Linked DNA regions of Rattus norvegicus: regions 2, 3 and 4 are each linked to region 1. A link is a contact called in public Hi-C data. All regions are on one chromosome and are shown on one strand. The core of a region is the stretch at or near the end of the contact, and the rest is flanking DNA. Distances in the headings are between cores, read along the strand shown.

What was found. A called contact is a pair of places that touch in the nucleus more often than the background predicts.
Region 2: a Hi-C map of the A7r5 cell line shows a contact between it and region 1, with 4 times the contacts expected there. The contact joins the enhancer-like site here to the promoter of Maml3 in region 1. A contact is called at or near these places in 3 of 12 Hi-C or Micro-C datasets (the A7r5 cell line, the Rat2 cell line and Schwann cells).
Region 3: a Hi-C map of prefrontal cortex shows a contact between it and region 1, with 2.5 times the contacts expected there. The contact joins the enhancer-like site here to the promoter of Maml3 in region 1. A contact is called at or near these places in 3 of 12 Hi-C or Micro-C datasets (the A7r5 cell line, mammary epithelial cells and prefrontal cortex) and 1 of 1 datasets of contacts at active chromatin or transcription factors (oligodendrocytes).
Region 4: a contact with region 1 is called in a Hi-C map of kidney, with 2.5 times the contacts expected there. The contact joins the enhancer-like site here to the promoter of Maml3 in region 1. A contact is called at or near these places in 3 of 12 Hi-C or Micro-C datasets (frontal cortex, kidney and mammary epithelial cells) and 1 of 1 datasets of contacts at active chromatin or transcription factors (oligodendrocytes).

Annotation. Positions count from the first base shown.
Region 1 is chr2:138,287,231-138,289,946 of GRCr8, reverse strand. It overlaps Maml3 (mastermind-like transcriptional coactivator 3), which reads left to right and starts at 1,332. Exons shown (of 5, transcript NM_001107675.3): 1 at 1,332-2,650. The coding sequence starts at 2,186.
Region 2 is chr2:138,088,379-138,091,078 of GRCr8, reverse strand. All of the region lies in intron 1 of Maml3 (mastermind-like transcriptional coactivator 3), which reads left to right. Among named protein-coding and RNA genes, the nearest start is that of Maml3, 200 kb to the left of the region's middle. Within about 2 kb of position 1,253, at least 8 of the 93 cell types and tissues checked have an H3K27ac peak or open chromatin away from gene starts, as enhancers often do. A contact at or near this core is called in the A7r5 cell line, where this site is marked.
Region 3 is chr2:138,048,070-138,050,769 of GRCr8, reverse strand. All of the region lies in intron 1 of Maml3 (mastermind-like transcriptional coactivator 3), which reads left to right. Among named protein-coding and RNA genes, the nearest start is that of Mgst2, 210 kb to the right of the region's middle. Within about 2 kb of position 1,354, at least 37 of the 93 cell types and tissues checked have an H3K27ac peak or open chromatin away from gene starts, as enhancers often do. A contact at or near this core is called in the A7r5 cell line and prefrontal cortex, where this site is marked.
Region 4 is chr2:138,064,208-138,066,907 of GRCr8, reverse strand. The region is part of intron 1 of Maml3 (mastermind-like transcriptional coactivator 3); the gene reads left to right. Among named protein-coding and RNA genes, the nearest start is that of Mgst2, 220 kb to the right of the region's middle. Within about 2 kb of position 1,282, at least 11 of the 93 cell types and tissues checked have an H3K27ac peak or open chromatin away from gene starts, as enhancers often do.

The DNA.
Region 1 (2,716 bases), core at 83-2,582:
TACTTTTCTGTATTAACTCCATTTCAATTGTACCATGTTGTGAATCCATTGAAATAGAAATGTATCTAGCAGTAAGGTAAGCCTGCTTTTTTTTTTTTTTTTTTTTTTTTTTTTTGGCTTGTTTTGTTTTGGTCACAACAAACTGTGAAATGCTGGTTTGTTTTTTTTTTTTTTCTCTATAGTTCTAACACATGAAATCTGCAATCTTTCCACTTGATTTAGGAAGGACCCTTAATTACTGCCGTAGTCATTAGCACCTAGTGTTCAAAACAGTCTGTTAAAAATGTACTGTTAGTCTCACCTCCAAGTCCCTGCTTGCTTGGTTTTAATTTTTTCAGGGATAAATAAAACAATAATCCCCCTAATAACAACAGTCGTTATGTACAGAGAAATAAATAATATCCCAAGGTCTTGTTTTGACTGCTTATTTCTGTTCATTGAGAAATGGGTACTTGAGCCAGATGAGATTTCCAGGAGGTAAAGTTGAGATCTGAGATCTTGACAACCTTGATTCAAACCCTAGTACCCACCTTGGAGGACTCCACAAAACTGTCATCTGACTTCTAGGCGCGAGTGCACTGTGGCACTGGGCACTTTTTCTTCCCAATAAATAAATAAACGTAAGAAAAAAATTAAGTATTTGGGTTAGGAGGGTCCTAGAATTTTGAGTAAGAGTTCACTAGCAGGGTCTTCTTCTCTGGGTCTTGAAAACAAGCCACTCATTTGACCTTTTCGTTTCACATGGGTGGGAATGATAACTGTTGGGAAGCTGCAATGTTTCTGCCTGGTCATGCACAGTTCTGCAATATAATGCATAAATGTATAACAACAACTTGGGCTCGCTGGATACCTCGCTGGGCAGGAGGAAACGCAGCCAGCCTGGCGCGTCCCCGCGCACTCGCGCGCGCACATACACACACACACACACACACACACACACACACACACACACGCGCGCCGCGCGCTCACTCACACACACACACACACACATACACGCGTGCCGCGCGCGCGCGCGCGCACACACACACACACACACACACACACACACACACACGGGTCAAAAGGTGATCCACTCCTAAGATCCCCCCCAATCTTTGCTTTCCCCTGTCCTCCTGGCAAGTCGTGCTTCCCATCCCGGGGAGCAGCTGGGTTGGGGAAGGGGAGGGCGCGGGAGGGGGACGGCAAGGGAGGCGGGAGTCAGGTCGGTGCGCGCCGCGCCCGCTCCCGCCGGGGAGAGTCCGGGCCAGGTTTTGCACTGGGTCCCCGGGCTCGTCTCACGGCCTCCAGCCGCCGCCGCTGCCGTGTTTACTGAGCTCGCGCGTCCTGATATCACTCCGCTGGCATGGAGGAGGAGGAGGAGGTGGAGGAGCGCGAGGAGGAGGAGGAGGCGGCGGCGGCGAGCAGTTGATCATTGTGATGGTGGCGGAGGCGGCGGCGGCAGCGGCAGCCTGGCCGAGCGTTAGTGGCTGCTCTCCGCGCGGCGGCGTTTCGCAAAGGACTCCAGCGATCTACTTTTGCAGTCGCCTCGGACTGTCCATGTGTTTACTTGCCCAGCCCGAGGACTCGATGTCTAGGCTCCTGTGAAATGCAACTGAGCAGCCAAAGTACTTTGAGAACACGGGGCGGCATAAACACCAAAACTTTTTTGTGGAAGGAAAATGCAATAAGCAAGCTCGCCGTTTTCCGATGCGGCGTGGAGTGAGTGTGTGTCGCGCGTGTCCGCACTGGAGGCACACGCTCGTGTGTGTACATGGGGTGTGTTTTTCGGTACGTAGGGAGAAAATGCTTGCCAACCACCGGAAACCTCCTGGAATTTATTAGAAAATAATGGATTATTAAAAGGAGCCAGGCGAGGAGCGGATCTCCCCTTGAGTTGCAAGCCGATCTGCTGCCGGCTCAGTTTGTTGGGATTCTATTGATAGGTGTCTGATGGTATTCTGATAAGACCCCCCTTTTCTCCCCTCGATCTTTACAGTCTTTTTTTAAGGAAACAAAAAAAAAACCACCCCAAAAATCTCTCCCCTCTTTTTTTTCCACCCCGTGGGGATCGCTGTTTTCATCCATGTGCTTGCGTCTCCCCCGCGTTCCACTTAAACTATTTTAATCCTTGGACCCAAGGAGGAGGCTGATAGGGGGTGGATTAAAAAAAAAAAGTTCTTCCAAAATAGTGTGCCCCGGGAGCAGGATGGGGGATTTCGCAGCCCCCGCTGCTGCCGCGAATGGTGGTAGTATCTGTATCAACAGCAGCCTGAGCAGCAGCCTCGGCGGGGCCGGGATCGGCGTGAATACTCCCAATAGCACTCCGGTGGCTCCGAGTAGCAATCACCCCGCTGCCGGCGGCTGCGGCGGCTCCGGGGGCCCCGGCGGCAGCTCGGCGGCCGTCCCCAAGCACAGCACGGTAGTCGAGCGGCTCCGCCAGCGCATCGAGGGCTGCCGCCGGCACCACGTCAACTGCGAGAACAGGTATCAGCAGGCTCAGGTGGAGCAGCTGGAGCTGGAGCGCCGGGACACGGTGAGCCTCTATCAGAGGACCCTGGAGCAGAGAGCCAAGAAATCGGGCGCCGGCACCGGCAAGCAGCAGCACCCGAGTAAAGCCCAGCAAGATGCGGAGGCTGCCTCAGCCGAGCAGAGGAACCATACGCTAATCATGGTGAGGACTCGCTGGGGTGCGCGATGGGGTCGGGGGCGTGGAGTTTCTGGCTTGGGGGCTGTGAGG
Region 2 (2,700 bases), core at 4-2,503, 200 kb after region 1:
ACTTTAAGAGTAAGACTTAGGGCTACAGAGAGAGCTCAGTTGCTAAATGTTTGCAAGCAGAACTAAATTCGATTCCCAGAATTCACATTTCAAAAGCAAACAAAGGAAACTGGCCTGCCTGTAATCCCTTGGATGGGGAGACCAAGGACCTCCATGACTTACCTGGCTAAAAGCCAAGTGACATCCTGGTTGGTGAGAGACCCTGCCTCAAAAGAACAAAACAAAATGAGACAACATGGGGGATGGGGATTTGGCTCAGTGGTAGAGCGCTTGCCTAGCAAGTGCAAGGCCCTGGGTTCGGTCCCCAGCTCTGGAAAAAAATAATGAGACAATGTGAGATGCTGTTCTCCAGCTGAGAGAGTAGGAGACCCCAAGGCAGTGCCTCCTTGGTCTTTTCCAAGACCTGGGGGCTGACCCTTAGGCAAAGTAGAAACCTCTTTTTAAAATGTCTTTTCACCTACAACCACACATAGCATAGCCATGGCGTTTGTATTCCTTGTTTTCTGTACTGGATATCCCACAGGTTGTTGTCAGAACCTGTGACCTGTGCCTTGGTAGGTTACTTCAGGCTGGTGAGGTGAGCGAGGCCAAGCCAGATTAGAGCTGCTCTCAGGTGAGTTCACTGGCCCCAAGAACAGAAGCCAGTGAAGCTGCCATGGGGAGGGGGAGGGAAGGAAGGGGGGGACCAAAATGTCTGGATGATACAGGGAAGAGCCTGGGGTAAGGGCAACCCAGCCCCTGGGCTAGAAAGTTCAGGGTTGGAGGCAGGGGTATGCTAGGTAGGGAATAAGGGATCCTGGAAGAACTTGGAGGCAGGGTCTGCTTTGGTATGTAACATATGCACCTCAGCCCCTTGTCCCGGGGTCTCCAACTCACAGAGTGATTGCACTGTACACAGTTATTGAATCTAAGTTGAGAGATCCAGATAAAGAATTCAACTCTTGTGCTGGAGAGATGGTCCAGCGGTTAAGAACAATGGCTGCTCTTCCTAAGTATCCAGGTTCGATTCTCAGCACCCACATAGCAGCTCACAATCATCCTAACTCCAGGCCCAGAGGATCGCAAACCTTTTCCTGGCCTCCGTGGGTGTCAGGCACCCACCCATACACACAAAATAGAAACAAATCTGTAAAAGCAGGATCCAACCCTTTTCTTTACATCTCTGTTTTAGCCAGAATGATCTTGCACATGCAATCCCTAGCAACCAGAGCCAGTCACCTCCAAGAATTCCAGGAATGCTACCACAGGCTTATCTCCTTAATCCTCCAGCATCCTCACGGCCAGGCTCCGGCTCTCGTGGCTGCCTGCCTTCCCTGGGCTCGGATTACAACTCCATTTCTCTCTACATTCAAAGCCTGAACCCTTTACTTTTCCCGCTTCTGTCATCTCAGGGCCCCACAATGGCAGGCTCTCTTGATTCTCCTTCCTGCCTGTCTTGCCTGTCTTCTGAAAAACCTTCTTTCTCACCAGTATGCCATGAAGATGATCACACTTTTCTCTCCAGGAGGGGAGCAGCTTTCACCCGTGTGAAGTTATGTGATGGGAGAGGGGAAGACGCACCCTTCAAAACATCCTGCTTCAAAGTTTTTCATTTAGGGAGACTCTTTGTTTGTTTTAAACCATGGTGAGACATTCTTTTACATCTTTTTTCAGCTCGTGTTTCTCATCTAGAAATAAAATACTTATTTATACATTTGCTAAAAATTGTGTATTTGTTACATATTATTACAGAAAAGTATCTGAAATGCAGTGTGCATATAAGTGAACATTTAAGTTTGCAATGGTGTATCACTTGTTTTGAGTTTCAGTGATTATTTCAACACAACCACCCCCACCCCCACCCCCCAAAAAAGCTTGCCAAAATTAACCCGGCAAGCTGAAAACCTTTTGTTTTTGTGATTTTAGCCAATATCTGCTTTATTTACCTTTGGAGAATAAAATGGCCAAATGATGGTTCTGTTTCCTAAGTGACCTGTTTCTATACAGTTTACACACTTAATATACAGTTTCTCCGAAAGGAAAATTATACACCTGAATTTTCTGCAGTTTATAATAGAGGTTTGGACAATGGCAACATACTTTGGTAAGAAAAACAGTACTGAAATTCTATTTGTTGAAAAGCGATTTAAATCATCTTTCTGGTGAGCAATTTAAGCAGAAGCCTAAGTGTGTGGTGTGGGGAGGGGGTTTGGGGGGCTGACTGTAAGCCATGGTCACGTGGTAGTGACCCAGGTAGATGTGTGCTCTGATGTGTCAGGACAGTGCTGTGTGCAGATTAAACAGAGAATTTTAGTGACCACAGATGGTCCAGGCTGTGTCATGTCAGCAGGAGGGCAAAGAGTGAGAAGAAGCAGAGCCCTGACCCTGTGTTCAGCGCCCTTCACAACAGGCCCTGTACATGGCATGATCATAGATTCCACATCCTCTAGTTCTTGACCAACAATGCATATAGTGAAACCGGTTGGTTTGGCATTAAAGGTTTCTAGTGTGAAGAACACTTGGTAATTCATTCAGTTACATGTAGTACAAAAACAGAAAATCCCCTAGCAGATTTAGCATGTATAAATCTCCCTGGAAAAGCATACATACACAGACACACACACATCATACATTCACACCCATACATGCAACAGACACAGATGATGTCTGGCCCCTTTGTTTCCAGAATCCTCCTGGCACCAATCTCAGTACCACCACAGC
Region 3 (2,700 bases), core at 105-2,604, 240 kb after region 1:
TCTGGAGGTTGGGCACCCACTCCTACTCACTACGACCCTCCTTCCTGACAGAACTCATGCCCAGCCGTGCTCAGTCAGCTGGACAAGTTCGTGCAAGATGATCCTTTGTGTTAGTTATTAAGTGCCCTGACCTGACTAAGACCCAGACCGGACAGGGATAGGCGGGAACCAAATGATGACTCTTGTTTGCCAAGGCTGTGACAGAGTATCAGATACTAGGCTTCGTGAGCTCCAGAAATTTACTCCCTCACAAATCCAGGGGCTAGAAGTCCAAAAGTGAGCTGCCAGCCAAGTTGGTTTCTTCCAAGCCATTGCCTTGGCCTGAGTACCTCCTAGAACTCAGTGTTGAAGCTGCATCCCCAGGTGGTGAGGTTTTAACAGGTGGGGCTCCGAGTCGCTGTTCCCCGTGAGTAGCATTGGTGTTGACTAAAAGGCTGAAGGGGTGTAGGTTAGACCCTTTCTCGTTTGCTCTTTTGCCATGCCAGGATACCCAGGTGATGTCACTCCATAGGAAGATGGCTCACTGGACCCTGACCCTTCCAGCATCTTGATCTTGGACTTCCAAGACTGTGACAAATGTTCTTTATGAAGTATCCAGTCTCTGGCATTTTGGCACAGCAACCAAGTGGGCTAGTAGAACTAAGGTAGCCATCTGTCCTCACAGGCTTTCCCTCTGTGACCTGTAGCCTAATTCCTGCTTTTTGTAAGAAGTCACCACCACCCTAATGACCTTACTTTACCTTAGTGACCTTATAAAGACCCTGAGTGGCTAGACTTTGACATGTGGTTTCGTAAGTGGTGGGACACGGTGTCCTGTAGCATTGGCCATAAGCACCAGGCTCAGTTTGTTATTATCCTTGTATATCCCTAGTATGGATGTAGACAACATGGTGGCTTTTCTTCCCTGGCGGGTCCTTTAACCTGAGGATCCTCCCTCAAGAGGTGTGCATTTTCCTCAGAGCAAGGTCATTTTGGAACTGAGCATGGGCTTCAGCGGTTGGTGTGGACTGTCACATTAGGAAGTCTACCCCCCAACGTCCTACAGACTTGAAATAATGAAGTCACTTCGAGGTTCACTGACTGCATTACTCCTCTCACCAGATATTCCTCCCGTGGGCTGCCCATCCCTAGCTAAGCCAAGGAATCCAGAGCTGACACACTCCGTTCCTACCCCAGGGGATGGAAGTGCTGGATTCAGAGGGCTTTTTCAGATGTCTTCCCTGCCCTCCCCCTGGAGCACACAGTATTGTCTTTGGGCTATAGATTGGCCGTAGAGGACTCCGGCTTTCTCATCTTCAAGGCCGATAAAGGGCCCGCACAAGCTCAGCCTCGGCCACTCCCCTTGCATAACTGAAATGCTGCCCACATAAGTCAGTGAGGTTGTAGAAAAGAGACTGTGTGCCTAAATGACTCTGACTGTTGCTATAACAACAGTGCCTCGGTCTAATTTCTTTTGAAAAATGAATTTCAGCTGGGATGAAGCCGAGAGCGTCTCCCACACAGGAAAGCTCAGCCCGCAGACTCCAGACTGCTGCTGCTCCCAGGTTGCAGGGTGGGTGGCCTGCTCTGCCGTCCACCTGGACATTTCGGCCTCCGTGTTTGCCCGTATATAAGCATGTGCCTCCTATGACATGTGCATATAGACATCTTACCTTTCCCATGGGGATTCAATCAGGAGAGAAAAGTCGTCCTGTCCTACCTTATGTCTCATTGGTGGGAAAAGTCTAAAGACTCTCTGATTAAAGGGCTTGCAGAGTAAGCCTAAAGACCAAGTGTGGCCCCCAACATTCATGGGAAAACCTTGTCACTTGGCTGTGCTCATCAGTAATCCAAGTGCCAAGACAGGAAGACACCCCCAGGAAGTGCCCCCATCCCCCAAGCCTCCAGACCAGTCTGTGTAGTAGAATTTGATGTGGGAGACTCATATAAGGTAGAGAAGGTTAGAGAATAACAACCCATGGCAACCCCTGGCCTCTGCATGCATAGGCTTGGAACTGCACACAGGTGCACATACGTGCACACATGGAAAGCCATAGACATAAAGCAGTCTCCTTATTGGTAAAGAAAGCCCAGACCCTCAGCCTTCACATCTAGAGCAAAAGTACTCAATGAAACGGATGCCTAGGGGTCCAGTACTGTCTAGAATTAAGAATTATGGTGTGTTTGCTGACTGGCAGAGGTGTGTGGGTGAGGGGAGAGTATGAGAGTCCATGTGAGAGGTGGTTCTTGGCGGCCTGGGTGTGCTCACTGTGTGACAGCTCACATGGAAATGGGGCTCTTGACCTCTTTGAGGGGTACCAGAGATTTTATTTATAGACCTGTTTCAGTACTTTGGCATTCCGAAGGGAGATGAATGTGTGCTGGGGTTTTATTCAAAAGCCTCTCCTCACATCTGGGAGCTCCAAGCCATTTGCATCTCCTAAGCTGGCACAGGACTTCAGAGCTGCAGAGGGAGAGGCTCTCATGAAGGGGCTAAAAACAAAAGTGAGAATTCCTCCTCGTTGAGAAAGAGGACATTTTGAGTAAACAGTGGAATAAAAATATTCCTGGGCCCTACGCAAGGAAGGGAAATGCACTGAAGCTCTCTGAAGTGTTTCTCCTCCCACCTCGTCCTTCCCAGAAAATAAACAGAACCCTGGGCTTGGCCGCGCTTGCCGTACATTGGTGGTTCTTGCTGGTAGAAGTCTCCATCTGGGAATG
Region 4 (2,700 bases), core at 33-2,532, 220 kb after region 1:
TCAGGGGAGGAGAGATTATAGGTGTGTGACCGAAATCATGTGACATGATAAGATCAATTTCCAAATCTGATTTTGTGAAGACCCTTTGATCTGACTTATGGCAATATTTATTATGGGTTATTTTCATTATTTAGGTTTTGTGTGAGTCTCTATGAGTTTATATAGACATATACTTAGAGATCAGAAGAGGGTGTTAAACCTCCAGGAGCTGGCAGTCGTCAGCCACCTGACATGAGTTCTGGAAACTGAGGTCTGGTCCTCTGCAATGAACACTCTGAGCTGACTTAATGTCATCGTTAGAAGCTGTTTGTGTTCTTTAAGGATAAACAACTTGTCTCAGACTGGGCGTTAGTCTGTTGTGTACAGGAGTGCTTGTAATGAGCATTTTAAAATTAATGTATTTGATAATCACAATCAAGTTTATTTGGGTTTAAAAAAAAACAGGGCATGCAAATACTGCTGAGAAACAAATTTAACAAGCTCTTTTTTTCCCCTAGTGTGGCCTCTATGGTAAAAATAGTAAAATGTGACCTTCTATGTCTTAAAATTCATTATTTTTTTTGACAGTGAAGTTTTGATGCAAAAAGCAGAAGTAACAAGAACAAATCAGAAAATGACTTCGTGTCAGAAAAACACACTCCCTGTTGTTTACACACGTTGACTTTATTGAGCTTAATTCCATCAAACAAACAAAATGGAGAAGCAATGGTTACAGCAAACGAGGCTTCCAAGGCTTAACCTCTTGCAACAGGTCCGGGTGTGGAATGTTCCACAGGATCCTAGCCAAGTTCCTTCAGCCACTGTTTCCTCCTGCTCTGTCCTTTCCAGTGGGGTGGCCAGGACCCAAGCCTAGATTTGCACGTCTCCAATAATCACTTCCTAGCGGCTAAACATGTTTCCCATCGTAACTGCCTTTGCTCCCTCTCTAGGAAAGAGAAAATGGAAGCTAAGTTTTATCCAAACTTCCTTCAAAACAAAAAAAGCCGTGGCATTCAAATCACGCATCTGAAGCACAGGGGTTACTGACACAGTAGAATTCCCTTGGAAACAAAATGGGATGTTTGGTTGAAAAGAAAAGGTGAATTTCTAGCTCCTTCCGGACTTTTGCCGTGAGTAAAACGTGAAAATGAAATATCAGAAAATCCAAGATGAGGAGATGAGCTTCAGATCTTCCACCCCCCTCCAGTCCCCCGCCTTTTGCTGAGGCCGTATCTAAACTATCCCAGATGGCTGCTCTATTTTTAAAGAACTCCAGAGAAGGAGTCTCTCCCACCTCTTCAGTCACCCATCTCAGAAGCTCGTGTTCCTTGCTCCCAGGATGTTTTCTGAGAGCCCCGGTGGTGTGTGTGTGGGGTGGAGTGGGGAGATTGTCTTCAGATCGGGACCGTTTGGGATTTTGCCGTAAGGTTCAGGGGAAGAAGCTCAGGGTTCCAGCAGGGTCTTTCTCTCTCTAATCTTAGGATTTCAGTTTTGTGAAGGATCTTCTTGAGGGTCATTCCAAAATCCTCTTGGGCTTCTGATCTGTATAGCACTTCCAAAAGGAGGAAGCCTGAGTGAGTAAATAGTCATGTTTAGGACTCAGGAGAAGAACATCTTCATGGCTACATACACCTTCCCCGGGAACAGACTCGCAGAGGAAAGCGCTCATTCACTCTTCCCTTCCTTTCTCCAGTACTTCCTGGAAAACCCTCAGATGTTGGCTGACACTGAGACACATAAGAAAGGATAGCAGGCAAGGTCACGACCTCTGAGTCTGTACTCCTGTGGAGAAGGTGACCCACGGGGAGGCGTACAAGGTGAGGGGGCTATGAACTATGACAGGGGGAGCACCATAAAGACAGAACAGATGAAAGTGAGAGAAAGAGCTGGGAGGGAGGCAGGGTCCCACCTGGAGCTGAGTCTGCCCCTCTGAACAGATAGGGAACCTCAGAGTAGGCAGGCCATATTTGCAAGGGCGCTCTGGTACAGGAGAGGATGGGCCCAAAGGACTTTGGAGACATCAGGCCAACCAGCATTTCCTAAGCCCTGTGACAAATTTAACTTCGATGAATGTGAAAATCTGTAGAAATTTAGACAGAACAGCATGATATGACTTTTCTTCTGTTGTTGTTGTTGTTTTGGGGGGAAGGATAGGTTTTTGTTTTTGTTTTTGGCTTTGGGGTTTTAGTTTGTTTGTTTTTTAGAGACAGGTTTTTCTGTATAGCCCTGGCTGGCCTGGAACTCACTATATAGACCAGCCTGGTCTTGTACTCACAGAGATCCACCTGCCCCTGCTTCCCTAGTGCTGGGCTTACTTGAAGAGGATAGACTGGAGAGGGTAAAGTGGGAATTGATGACACGGCCAGTACATTTACTGAGGTTTGGAGGAGGGTGGGGCCACCTCTGATAAAACCATGGAAACTCATGAGAGTGACAGGTGTGGGGCCTGTGCGCTGGCCACACCCACGTACCTACCACTTTAACAAAATATGAAAAGCTCAAAACTTAGAGAGTCACGTTTCTGTTTTTCAGGTGATTTGCCCTGAGTGCCTGTCTATTCCACACATGGAAAATATATGTGAATCCTTGACTAAGAAATGCTAAGGAGAGACAGGAAACCTTAATAGATGGATCATAGCATTAGAAGTAATCGCAGAAGTCATTTTCTCCTGCCTTCCACTCATAAAAGAAATACCTTTACAAATACCCGGCACATGAATG